2 separate regions of the Mus musculus genome follow, and region 1 is linked to region 2. A link is a contact called in public HiChIP or PLAC-seq data. All regions are on one chromosome and are shown on one strand. Each heading gives the region's core, a stretch centred on a gene start, on an enhancer-like site or on the middle of the called end of the contact. The rest is flanking DNA. Distances are from core to core; before and after follow the strand shown. Region 1 overlaps Dnah14 (dynein, axonemal, heavy chain 14). Region 2 holds the start of Nvl (nuclear VCP-like).

Region 1 (5,896 bases), core at 117-2,616, 480 kb before region 2:
TGTAGATGTTTTTTTGTGGCTACGTGGCCCCCGGTGTTTATATATAGGTGGCCCTCCCTACCGTCCCTGCTACAAGTCACTATGTGGGCACTACTACTTCCCACAAGAGAAATTAGTTCTAACTTGTGTAGGCGACAGCTCTGTTGCTGTTGCTGTTGCACGTGGGAGTCATGTGCAACTGAATCTAGCTACATTAACTCCTGCCTGCAATATCCTGCCTGTCAACTCCGCTTCCACGCCACTGGCGCTTCTCCTTTTGCAATTAACATCTTTCTTGAAAATTATTCCTGGCCCACTCAAGCTCTGTTCGCTACTTTGGATAAGGTTTGATGCAACATTAGACTTGGTATGTGTGAGAATGCTGCTATCCTCTCACAGTTATACTGCAGAGGCACAGTCGATGGGCAGCTTGTAACTTTGGGTTTAAGAAGTATTGGAAGTCTGGCTGGATAAAGAAAAAAAAATGATAGCTGTTATCATAAACTCTGGTCTTGAAACCTGTCTTGGGTACTATGGGAGGATGCTGGTACAGGCAACAGCTAGGATACTGGGATCCATATTTGTTCTACAAAGCAGACAAGCCATAGCCTAGTGAGTCTATGGGGAACAATGATGTCAGACAATGATGTGCGTTATAAAGCCAAAAAAAAAAAAAAAAAAAAAAAAAAAAAGAGATGGGCAGTGACATGGGGCGCAGTCTTCCACGTAGTTACAGAAAGTTCTAAAGGAAGTGATATTTAATAAAACACACATGTAAGTGCTGAGGAGGGACTGAGTTGGGTAAAGTACTTGCAAGTGTGAGGACCAAAGTTTGCATCTCCATAAACTACACAAGAGCATGCATGTCTATAATCCCAGGAGTCCTACGGCCAAATCAAGTGGAGAAGAATTTCTGGAAGCCCAAGGGCCTCTAATCTGGTTTATGTGATACAAACAAGAGACACTGTGTCAAACAACTCCTGAAGTTTGCCTTTTGACCTCCACATGTTATGGCAAATGTATGTGTCACATTCACATACAGAAATGCACTTATACACAGATAAAGACTAAACACAAAAACAAATGTAATCACAGTACTTTGGGATTTTCTGAGTATAATACTTATATGTATTTTTGATTGTATATCATCAAGTTATAATCTAATCTGAAATTTTCTTATGAAAAGGTGTACCTGCTTGTATTATGAATGCTAACTATGCTCCCCCAAAAAACTGTTTGCACGATAGGGTCTGCACATAGCTTCTGGGAACCTGCCCTCAGTTAGCTCTGACTGGTAAATAAAGAAAGCAGCAGCTGAGAGCTGGGGAGGACAGACAGAGGCGAGAGCTTGGCGTTTCCTGGGCTTGGGACGGGAGGAGAGGAAGGGGAGATGGCTTAGGAGAGTGTGGAGGGAGGAGAGACAGAGTCTGCCATGGGGTAGAGAAGCAAGGAGAGCACCCAGATGTCTAATTGGAGTGAAGAGTAACCAAGATGGAACATAAGAATTAATAAGTGGTAACTAGGAATTACTGGCAGAGGTAGGTTCTTGTTGGGGCCCCAGAAGCCTCTGGAATCTTGTTCCAGGGCCATTATCTAACACTCTTTTGCTTCTTCCACTATCTTGCTTCCGTTTTGTAATTGACTCAGGACATTTACAATGTGGGGCATTCCTTTCCCTTTACAATGAGGGCACTCCTTTCTGGACCTTTTACAATGGGGACATTCCTTTGACCTTAGTGTGTTACCTAGCACTGTGGTTTGGCCTGTGTACCTGAGCAAATTCTGTTTGCGGTTTTCAGCTTTAAAAAGCCCCCCATCTCCCCTGAGTAAACGAGGCTTGAACAGAATTTTTGTCTTGCATCCTTCTTTTGTGTCTTCTAATCCCAAAATTTGTTGTTGTAGCTCCCTTCCCTCGAGAATCCTGTTGTTTAAACAAGTCCTGCAGGTTGGGGCAGGTTCTCGCAGCGTGGAGGCCAGCTATTGTGCTGCTTAAGGCATATAAAAATATAAAGGCTGTGTATGTGTGTCTCACTTGGGAACATAAATGTTTGAGGTGGGAAGTGACCCCCCCCCCTTCAAGCTGGGATTCATTAATAATTAATTCAACAAAAAAGAGGAAAAAAATAAAGACTTACTTCTAATAGATTTGCACTTTTTTCCTCAATGGTACATTGTAACAGGTTGTAGCTCATTTGTATGATGCCATCAACATATGGTAAGCATGCTAATTGATAATCCAGACTATTCACATAAAAAATTCCAATACGTATCTCAATAGTCATGGTCACGATTTGCTTTAGGTAGCTTCTGAATTTATGTATTATTCTTTTAAACTCGATGGATGTCAAGTTCGTCATGAATGGCAGTTTTGTAGTCATGACTTTGGCCTTTTCTACTATGTAACAATATTTCAGAAACCTGCAGCTGTAGTCGCTAACCAAGCCCACTGAATTACCAATAATAGTCAGCAGAGTCACAATCTGTGAATGAAAACGTCAAGATGGTTAGCATGTTCCACCTGGAAATAGAAGCCTTACTAAAAGCTTTTATCTGCATTGTTGGGCAAGCTGATGGTTACTGTCAAATGATGGTCTTTGTACAATTCATTCTGTTTAGAACTGGAATTAAATATTGCCATATGTTGGAAACAAGACTAAGAAAAATAGATAACATGACTTTCATGCAAAGGTTACTCAGATATTTAATTTGTAATCAAGGTATTATTTTGAACTATGTCCTAGAGAGACCAACCATCTAGCTCACTGCCTGTCGTCCGACTTTCTCCTCACACAGTCCCAGAGCAGGCTGGGCCTGTGTATTTCTGATTTCACTTAGTTCCTAAGACATAGTTTATCTGGTTAGGACAGAGTTCGGACACAAGCTGAGATAGTTATATTCTACTGTGAATTTGGACAAAAAAAAATGCATTTAAGTGGTTAGGGAAGGGCTGGAAAATGGAAAACCAACATCTTGGCAAACCAAAGTCATGAAAGAACCGCAGGGAAAAAAACTCCTTTCCACAGTGGAAACATGAAAAACCGTGGTAAGTGGAGCCCAGAGACCACAGGGGAGACAAACTGGAATGATGCTAGGATGCTCTGAAGGTTTCCATACATCACGTTCATGTAATAATTGCACTAGGGTTCTGCTTCCTTACCAACCACTTCCAAGATGTCTGATCTCGAAACTTACTTTGTTCTGGTAGTCAGTGTCTGTGTCAAAGAGGATATAGAAATCTGGCCATCGGGTCTGCTTCTTATATTTGACTACACTTTTTGTTTTTGTCTCATTAGATAAATCCGGAACTGAAACCAAATCAACAAGGATAGACAGGCGAGGATCTTGGTGCAAAGGGATGATTGTGGCTGGAACAGGACATTGAACAGTTAGGATTTTCAGATGCCTCTCAGAAGCAACACTTTAAAAATCAGCCATAACATGTTAAAAGCTGACGCTGAGTGACTTAATGAGCAGACACTATTCTGTATCGATGGGGGCATTTATAAGCATGCACAAAGGTTTGCATTTAACATTATAAACAGAAGAAACTATCACAGATAATAGGTGGGGTAGGAGGCACCGTGCTGAAAACAGAGCCAGAGAATCCTGTCCTCTGTGTGGAGAGTGTTGTTCCATCTAGAGCACAGAGATACAACTAACACAGACTGGTATTGGAAAGGAGTTGACAGGTCAGATGTCTATGGTCACATCCCTTCACCCCCAACCAAGAGAAGGAACTTTGACTTATATTTTATGGCTTACACAAATAAACTCAAGATGAAGATAAACACAGAATACAAATGGATGAACTTCTAGAAGAAAATAGTGTGGCTCTTAAATGAGAAAGTCCCAGATACAAAGTCAAAAACATAAGGCATGGTAGAAGTCAATTGATGTGCTGGGGTTTACAAATCCGGGTGGCTTAGCACAGTTGAGAATGAGCAGCTAAGGAGGAGAACGTTTGCAAGCCTTCCAGCTGATGACAGATTTGACCACAACACTTGAAAGACCTCTCTCAGCAGCAAGTAGACACTCATCAAAGTGCCTTAAACACCTGACGCATAGGTGGAGAACTCAGGCAAGGAAGTCTGAACCGTCTTATCAATTCCTAGTGAGACAGAAAGTTCTAAAATGTGCCTCCTCGTGGCAACAGGTAAAGGAATTTTTAAAAGTTGACAATATAGCATTTCCCACCAATGCTGGAGAAACCCAGAAAGCTTCACACACTGCAGGTGAGAATAAAATGTCATCCTGCTATACAGAAAATATAATCTAAGAATTCAATACAATTAAACATATACCACAGATATGCTCATCTGTATACATGTATTTATACAAATAATAATTTAAAAGCAGATGAATCTCAGGTGACAAATGTGTAAGGAGTTAGAGGAACAGAAACTCCCACCTTCACAGTCCATGGTGCAGGGTTTTCCACCAACAAATGCTAAAATTAATGGACTTAGGTTTTTGTTTTCAGCAAAAAAAAAAAAAAAAAAAACCATGATATTTGCATTTCTTTTACGACTTTTGGCAGGACTATTGTAGCCAAGTCATGTAATTATCATTGCTAGTAACAAGATGTGCGACTTCACATGCTCTCTACCAAAGGCAGTGAGAGGATTGTCTGACTGCTACAACATTCATGCCCCAAATGGAGCAAGCGCCTCACGCTCATCTCATGACCACAGCAGAGAAGCCAAACTGATATATTCTACAGGATGTCAGGAGCCATATGGGACAAGCTAATAACTAGCAGGTGATCATCCTGAAGTGACCTGCCTCGGATTATTATATAATCTGCAACAGGTGAGCTCTCAATAAGCAAGGCTGTGAGGGACTAATTTTAGGAAAGATTCCTGCTATTAATATGCTTTTCCTGTTATTATTAAATATATATAACAATCACTAAGTAGAAGCACACCCCCTTTGAAATAGATCTCTGCAGATCCACGAAGATGGACTATCTTGTAGTGATGCTATATAGACAAATAGATGACTTAAGTCTTAGTGATGATTCTATAAGAATTTCTAAAATTATATCTGTGATATTAAGCTCTTTTATAATGGGACTGCTATTAAGTCCTTTTTCTGATAGTCAAAGCTGCAATGAGAACTCTGCCAGTTTCCCAAGTGTCACCAGTTAATTGCTCTTAAGATGGTAATCAGACTTTCTCCTACTCAGAGCACATTCCAAGAGGTTGTGAAACAATTAACCAAAGGTTATTAAAGGCAACTAACAATTTATTATAGGTGCTAGAACAGAAGATAAAATATCAGCAGGGTTTATATATACACAAAACTTCACTAATAACGTAGTTATGGTTTTAACCCTTCAGTGAACCTGTGGAGCTGAGACAGGTGATGGATGCTTAGCCAGATAATTACTCCTAATGGATACGCATGTACACATTCTCTGCTGTAAACTTCTATCTCAATTTATGATTTGATTTTCTGTGTGAACTTGTGATGAACTTTGTAACATGTGATCATGTATTCTGAAAGACGTTTAAGAGCTGAGGACAAAGAGAAGAGTCAGAACTGAGAGACTGGGGTGAGAGGAACGGAGGTGAGAGGAACTGAGCTGAGGAGAAGTTTTTAGACAGAACATTTTTTAGATTAGAAGGAGAATGCAGAGTGGAGTAACTTAGAAATTATAGATAACATAAAATACTAAGAGAGCAATGTGCAGAATGCAGAGGGAAAGAGGAAAAAAGATGTCACAGAGAGCCGAAGGGGCAGGCAGGCTTCTCCTTACCATGGGACAGAACAGGTCTCATGGTAAGGACAAGGCAGGTTTAGTCTTATTAAAAGAAACAAAGCATTTTTTCTTACAAATGTGGGTTTAATTCATTTAGCATTAAAAATGTAGAAGTTTTTTCTTTATGTAATGAAGATTGGAGTGAATTTTTCATCC
Region 2 (6,091 bases), core at 3,009-5,508:
CTTTGAGTTGAAGGGTATTTAAGACAGCATGGAGAAGGAGAAAGTGTTCTTCCTTCTGGGACATCGGTGGAGTAGGAAGGTCAGCTAGGTGCTTTTTCTGCCTCTGAGATAGCAGGCTTCCAGCACAGCATCTGCCTCCTGAATCTTATTTGGTAAATTGGCTGCTGAGATTTTTGCTACTGTTTGCTTTTAAAGAGACTTTTTTAAAAACAACACCCGACTGACTTGTCTTGGGGCCCCCCACCCCCAGCCCCCACAACAGTGACACATGGGACAGCCTGCCAAGGGCATAAAGGAGGAGCTAGAGACTTCTTTTATAAGCCATTGGACCTTTGATAGAGCTCTCTTTTAGCTTGAAAGAGCCTTTATGGAAGGAGCTCTGGAGAGAGGAATTTTCTCTCTGCGCTTTCATGAACAACAGAGAAGCAGCTGGTAGGACACAGGAAAAACAGGATTCTAGCAACGAGAGCTAAGGAGCCCAAGAGAAATGCAGACTGGCTCTTTAGAATGACACAGATAGAAATTAGTAGTTTAGTTGTAGGATCAGGTTTGTAAACAGATTCTTGAAAATAGTAAAGAAAATAGAGCTACCTCTCTGAGCCAGCAGGTTTTTACCTCAGTTTTTGAATCCCATGTCTAGACTCATTAGTATAAATACTAGATTTGAAAGGTTACAAGATATGATGGCACATGCCTGTAATCCTGGCACTCAGGAGGAATAGGCAGGTGGTTCTCTAAATTCAAAACCATCCTGGCACGCTGGTCTATAGAGTGGATTCTAGGCCAGGCAGGACTACATAGCTAGACACTGTCTCAAAGGAGTTTACTCATACCCAAAAAAATTAGGAAACCTACATTTTTAAAAGAAGAAAAACAGCTGAGGCCTGGTGTGGTGACAAAGGCCTTAATCCCAACACTCAGAGTTAGAGGTAGGTGAATCTCTGTGAGTTCTGACCCTGTCTCTCTCTCTCTCTCTCTCTCTCTCTCTCTCTCTCACACACACACACACACACACACACACACACACACACACACACACACACAAAAGAGAGACAAGAAAAAGCAGATAGGGCTTAACTGAGTCAGACATGAAACAGATGGAAGAAGTTGCTATATGATATCAAAATGTCCATTTTTCTACAACCACAAAGGAAACAAAGAAATGGAGGGAAGAAATGGACAGTAATCATCTCTCAGTAATCTCAACTATGAATTTAAATGAAAATGTAATTATATATATATATATATATATATATATATACATATATATTCTATCTAAACATATATCTTTATATATAACATAAATGTTTTTATATAATATAAAAATACAGGCAACAGGGCCAAGTAGCAAGATGTCTCAAAACAATAACAGAAAAAAAAAAAAAGAATGAGAAGGAAAAGAAAAGAGAGAGGGCCTGGGCATCACCTCGAATGCCTTTAATCACAGCTCAAGTCAGAGGTTCGTGGGTCTCAGTGAGTTTGAGGACAGCCTGATCTACAGAGGAGTTCCAGGACAGCCAGAGCTACATAATAGAGAGAACCTGTCTCAAAAACCAACAAGAAAATCACTTCAAGAAAGTAAAAGGAGTCTCTAGAATTAGAGAAAATATTCATGATTTGACTATCTCATCAGAGATTAATACTGCAAATATACAAGAGTTCCTAAAATGCAACACAGCAATTATATCTACCAACTGAATTAAGAACTGTCAATGGAAGCCAGACATGGTGGGGCACTAATTTAAGCCCAACACTTGGGGGCCAGAGGCAGGGAGAGAGGCAGAGAGGCAGAGGCAGGCAGATCTCTGTGTGTTCGAGATCAGCTGGGTCTACAATGCAAGTCCCAGGGCAGCCAGGGCTGTTATACAGAGAAAAGGAGGGGGAGGAGGGGGAGGGAGAGGGAAAAGGAGAAGGAAAATTAAGAAAGAAAGAAAGAAAAAGAAAGAAAGAAAGAAAGAGAAAGAGAAGAAGAGAGAAAGAAAGAGAGGAAGAGAGAAAGAAAGAAGAAAATGGAAGAACTCAAGGGACATTTTCCTAAGATTATACAAATGGCCAACAAGCACATGCAAAGACTTTCAGTATTACTAATTACTAGGGAAATGTAAATCAAGTTTACAGTGAAGTGATGCGTTTATTAGAATGGACACTATCAAAAGAGCAGGAAATCTGCGTTTATAAAGATATGAAATACTTGTTATTCATGGTTGTTGCTGTTGTTCAGGCAGGGTCTCACACAGTAATCAGGAATGGCCTGGAACTCATCAAGTGGCACAGGCTAGCCTCAAACTTGCAGCAATCCTGTTGCCCCAGCCTCCTGAATGCTAGAATTACAAAATGAGCCAAGGTGTTCATATCAGGGGCAATGAAAAATTATATACCTGCCACTGAGAGCGGCGTGACCCACACCAATGCAAATACCTCTGCTGAGATTCCATCTCACTCCAGTCAGAAAGGCAATCATTAAAGATAAATAACAAGATAACAACAAATGCTGGCAAGGATTTGGAAAGAAAGAACCCTTATATACTATTTGTGGGACTATAAACAGATACTATGGAAGACAGAAGATTCCTAAAACTAGAGCTACCGTCTGATCTAGTTGACATACATACATACATATATATATGTATGCACACACACACACACATATATACAAATGAATGATTGTCAGTACACAAGAGATACCTACAATATGCATATTTTATCACAACACTACTCCCACAACGGACAAGTTACAGAACCAAACCAGACACCCACCAAGATATGAATTGTTTAAAATATATACACATACAATGGAATATTAGAATCAAAGTCAAAGCTAGGAATATAGCTCACTAGATATAGCCCAGTTGGAGTGATTGCCTATCATATATGAGGTTTTTGGGTTTGATATCCAGAACTGAAAACTAAGAACTGCCAGGAATGGTTACTGTGGTTGTTTGACTAGATGCCCCTCACAGTCCTGGGCACTTGAACACTTGTTTCCAGTTGATGGCTATTTGCGGAGGAGCAAGTGTGGCCTTGCTGGAGAAATTATGTCACTGAGGACAGGCTTTGAGGTTTCAAAAGACTCCTATCAGCTTAAGTTAGCTCAAGACTTTCTGTTTGTGCTTAGAGAAATATGCTCCCAGCTGCTGCCCTAGCTGCTCGCTACCTCCGAACCGCCATAACGATGGCTATCCCTCTGGAACCGTGAGCGCCAAATAATCTTTTATAGTTGCCTTGGCCATGTGTTTTATCACCGAATAGTAACTGACAGCCCTTTCTGTATCCTCAGCACTTCTCCCAAATAAATCTCCTAGAACTCTGTAGACGATATGCTGGCCTTGAACTCAGAGATCCATCTGCCTCTGCCTTCTGTGCGCTGGGACTTAAGGTGTGCGCTACTGCACCCCCACAAATCAAACTTCCTGAACAACCACTTAAACCTTGTAAATTACTCTGAATAATTTTCCTTAAAAACAAACACCAATAACAACGGAGAGGCGCCTACACATAACAGTTGCAAAATACTCCTATGCAAAATTCTCCCTTGAAAAGGCCAAGAAACCCATACTCACCCTTGGGCTTTATCTTGTTTTGTTTTGTTTTGTTTTTTCCCCCTGAGCACCTATTAGCCACTGTGCTCAAGAGTGCTAAAATTATCTTTTAATAAATCCCAATTCTGCTTCATATTGGTTTGTCATGAAGTTGTTTTCTACAAAACCATGAATCTTGCTTTTTCCTGAAAAGACGTTTTTAAGGGGAAAACGTCTTAGGCTGCAGACTGAGTTCCACACTATCCTTGGGTACAGCGTGCGACACAGAACAAACAGAAACCGCGAACACGCTGCGGTCCTGGTTCCCAGACTGGAACGTGACAAACCCAAACTTTTTTTGTTTTGAGACAGCATCTTACTACTTGGCTGTGCTGCCTTTGAACTCTTCAGCAATCTTCCTTGCCTTCGCTTCTCGAATATTTTTAAGGTTTTTTTCCCCTGCTATGCCAGGCTTGGCATCAAGTTTACTACTTGCTTGTGAGAGTCTGCGCAGCCGCGAAGAATGGAGTCCGTGTCTGTTTGCTCAGTTGGGAACCAATAAAGTTGAACGCCTTCAAAGGGGGCCTAGCCTCTTAGGCAGGGCTGGGTAATCTTGACAAGGAACCAGACTGGAAACTCGCGCGCTTCCAGGTCCTCCCGACCTCCGTGAGCAGCGTAGTCCTCCCTACAGGCGGAGCTTTCGTGCTGAGGAAAAGTTGCGGGGGGGACTTCCGGTGCTAGGGACCACGCGTGGGCGGGGTTTCCGGTACGGCGGCGAGCGCGGCTGTGGCAGTCTTTCCCGGTAACAAGAGGCGCCCGTGCGGGGCAGCAGCATCATGAAGCCTAGACCCGGGGTTTTCGTAGACAGGAAACTGAAGCAGCGGGTCATTCAGGTGCGTGTGTGTCTGCGGACACTGCATCTCCATTTGCGCGCGGCTGCCTGGCTTGGCGCCTCTGGCCGCCGCCGCCGGGTTCCAGCATGGTCTGGATGTTCCCTTGCGGCTGCCGTAGAGAAACAGGCCTGGGAGCCTGGAGGCTTTGACATTATTTTTCTTATTTTCGTATCTTGGAAGCACTGTGTGGTGGACGCCTTCAGTGGCGTAGTCAGAGATACGAATTAAAGGGAGGGAGAGGTTTGGATTTTGTTTGGCGGTCGTACTGTGTAGCCCTGCCTACCCTAGACCTCGTTTGTGGACCAGGCTAGCTTTGAACTAGAGCCCCATCTTCCTCTGCTCCAAGGCTGGGTTAAAGGCTGCACCAACCACGCCCCGCAAGGCATTTTTGTATTTGTTTCCCATTTTTCACTGGTGGAATTTCGGGGTTTTTAAAAATTGGAGTTTCAAGAACTTAGATTGTTTTTCCTTGATCTGCCGTCCTTGCTTATTTTGGGGTTCGAAAGTTCTCTTAAGTTTTCAATTCTCTGGGCTTCTTGTATCCCTTCTTTCTTCATACTCCTTTCTTTCAAAAGATTTATTTATTTATTAGATGTAAGTACACTGTAGCTGTCTTCGGTTGTGAGCCACCATGTGGTTGCTGGGATTTGAACTCAGGACCTTGAAAGAGCAGTCACTGCTCTTAACGGCTAAGCCATCTATCTCTCCAGCTCCTTCTTACTCCTTTCTCACCTCCATACTTTTTACTAGATCTCATTCAGCCTAACACCTTTAAGTATGAGCTACCCTGTGACCCAAATTTGTATGTTTTACTGTTGGTTTCATTTTGTTTTTCTTTTCCGAGTCAGGGTTTCTCTGTGTAGCCCAGGCTGTTCTGGGACTCCTTCTGTAGACCAGGCTGGCCTCTTCCTTCCTCTCTGCCTTCCTAGTTCTGGGATTAAAGGTGTGGGCCACCTTAAAGTCAACAGGCCTTAGAGTTAAGTTATTCTTTACCTAAAAAATGTACTCACCTACTTTTTGTTACTGTTTTGAGACAGAGTCTCTTGAATTTTTCTATAGCCAGTTTCCTAGCTACCTCTGCTCAGTGCCCCAGGTTTTGCCTTTAAAAGAAAAATAGAGTATTTTTATTTTACTAGCATTTTATTTTATATGCTTTGATGTTGTGTCTGCACATACGTCTGTGTGAGGGTGTAGATCCCCTGGAACTGGAGTTATGGACAGTTGTGAGCTGCCATGTGGGCGCTGGAATTGACACCACCTTTCATCCAGTTGTTAAAGCGTAAACGCTCGATTGTGTTGGGGTCCAGGAGTCACCCTACAAACTATACAAACACCGATCTCAGACAGAGATGGTTTATTGAAGGTATAGCCTGCGTGGCTCTGACAGCCCTGAAACTCTTTGTAGACCAAACTTGCCTCAAACTCAGAGAGATCCGACTGCCTCTGCCTCCTGAGTGCTTGGATGTAAGGGGTGCGCTACCCAAGCCTGGCTGATGTGGTACTTAAAAAAAAATTATGTTCATGATATGCTTTTTTATTTTGTGGTACACTTTATTGCTTAAGAATTTATATTGAATTATGTGTTGGAATAACTCAACCTCTTATTTATTAGTTAAAATGTCTAAGTTAATTGTCATATTTTCTCTTTCAGTACCTCAGTAGTAACAGATGTGGCAAATA

Evidence for each region. HiChIP or PLAC-seq counts read pairs in DNA pulled down with a chosen protein or histone mark.
Region 1: an HNF4G HiChIP or PLAC-seq map of pancreatic cancer cells shows a contact between it and region 2. The contact joins the enhancer-like site here to the promoter of Nvl in region 2. A contact is called at or near these places in 4 of 39 promoter capture datasets (the 3T3-L1 cell line, cranial neural crest and hippocampal neurons) and 2 of 115 datasets of contacts at active chromatin or transcription factors (embryonic forebrain and pancreatic cancer cells).

Annotation. Positions count from the first base shown.
Region 1 is chr1:181,619,256-181,625,151 of GRCm38.p6, reverse strand. It overlaps Dnah14 (dynein, axonemal, heavy chain 14), which reads right to left. Exons shown (of 87, transcript NM_001377039.1): 17 at 3,172-3,344; 18 at 2,115-2,459. Gm33612 (a long non-coding RNA gene) reads left to right here. Exons shown (of 3, transcript XR_373757.4): 3 at 3,273-4,155. Among named protein-coding and RNA genes, the nearest start is that of Gm33612, 5.0 kb to the left of the region's middle. Within about 2 kb of position 1,366, at least 36 of the 459 cell types and tissues checked have an H3K27ac peak or open chromatin away from gene starts, as enhancers often do. A contact at or near this core is called in pancreatic cancer cells, where this site is marked.
Region 2 is chr1:181,142,371-181,148,461 of GRCm38.p6, reverse strand. Nvl (nuclear VCP-like) reads left to right here and starts at 4,258. Exons shown (of 23, transcript NM_026171.2): 1 at 4,258-4,411; 2 at 6,063-6,091. The coding sequence starts at 4,355.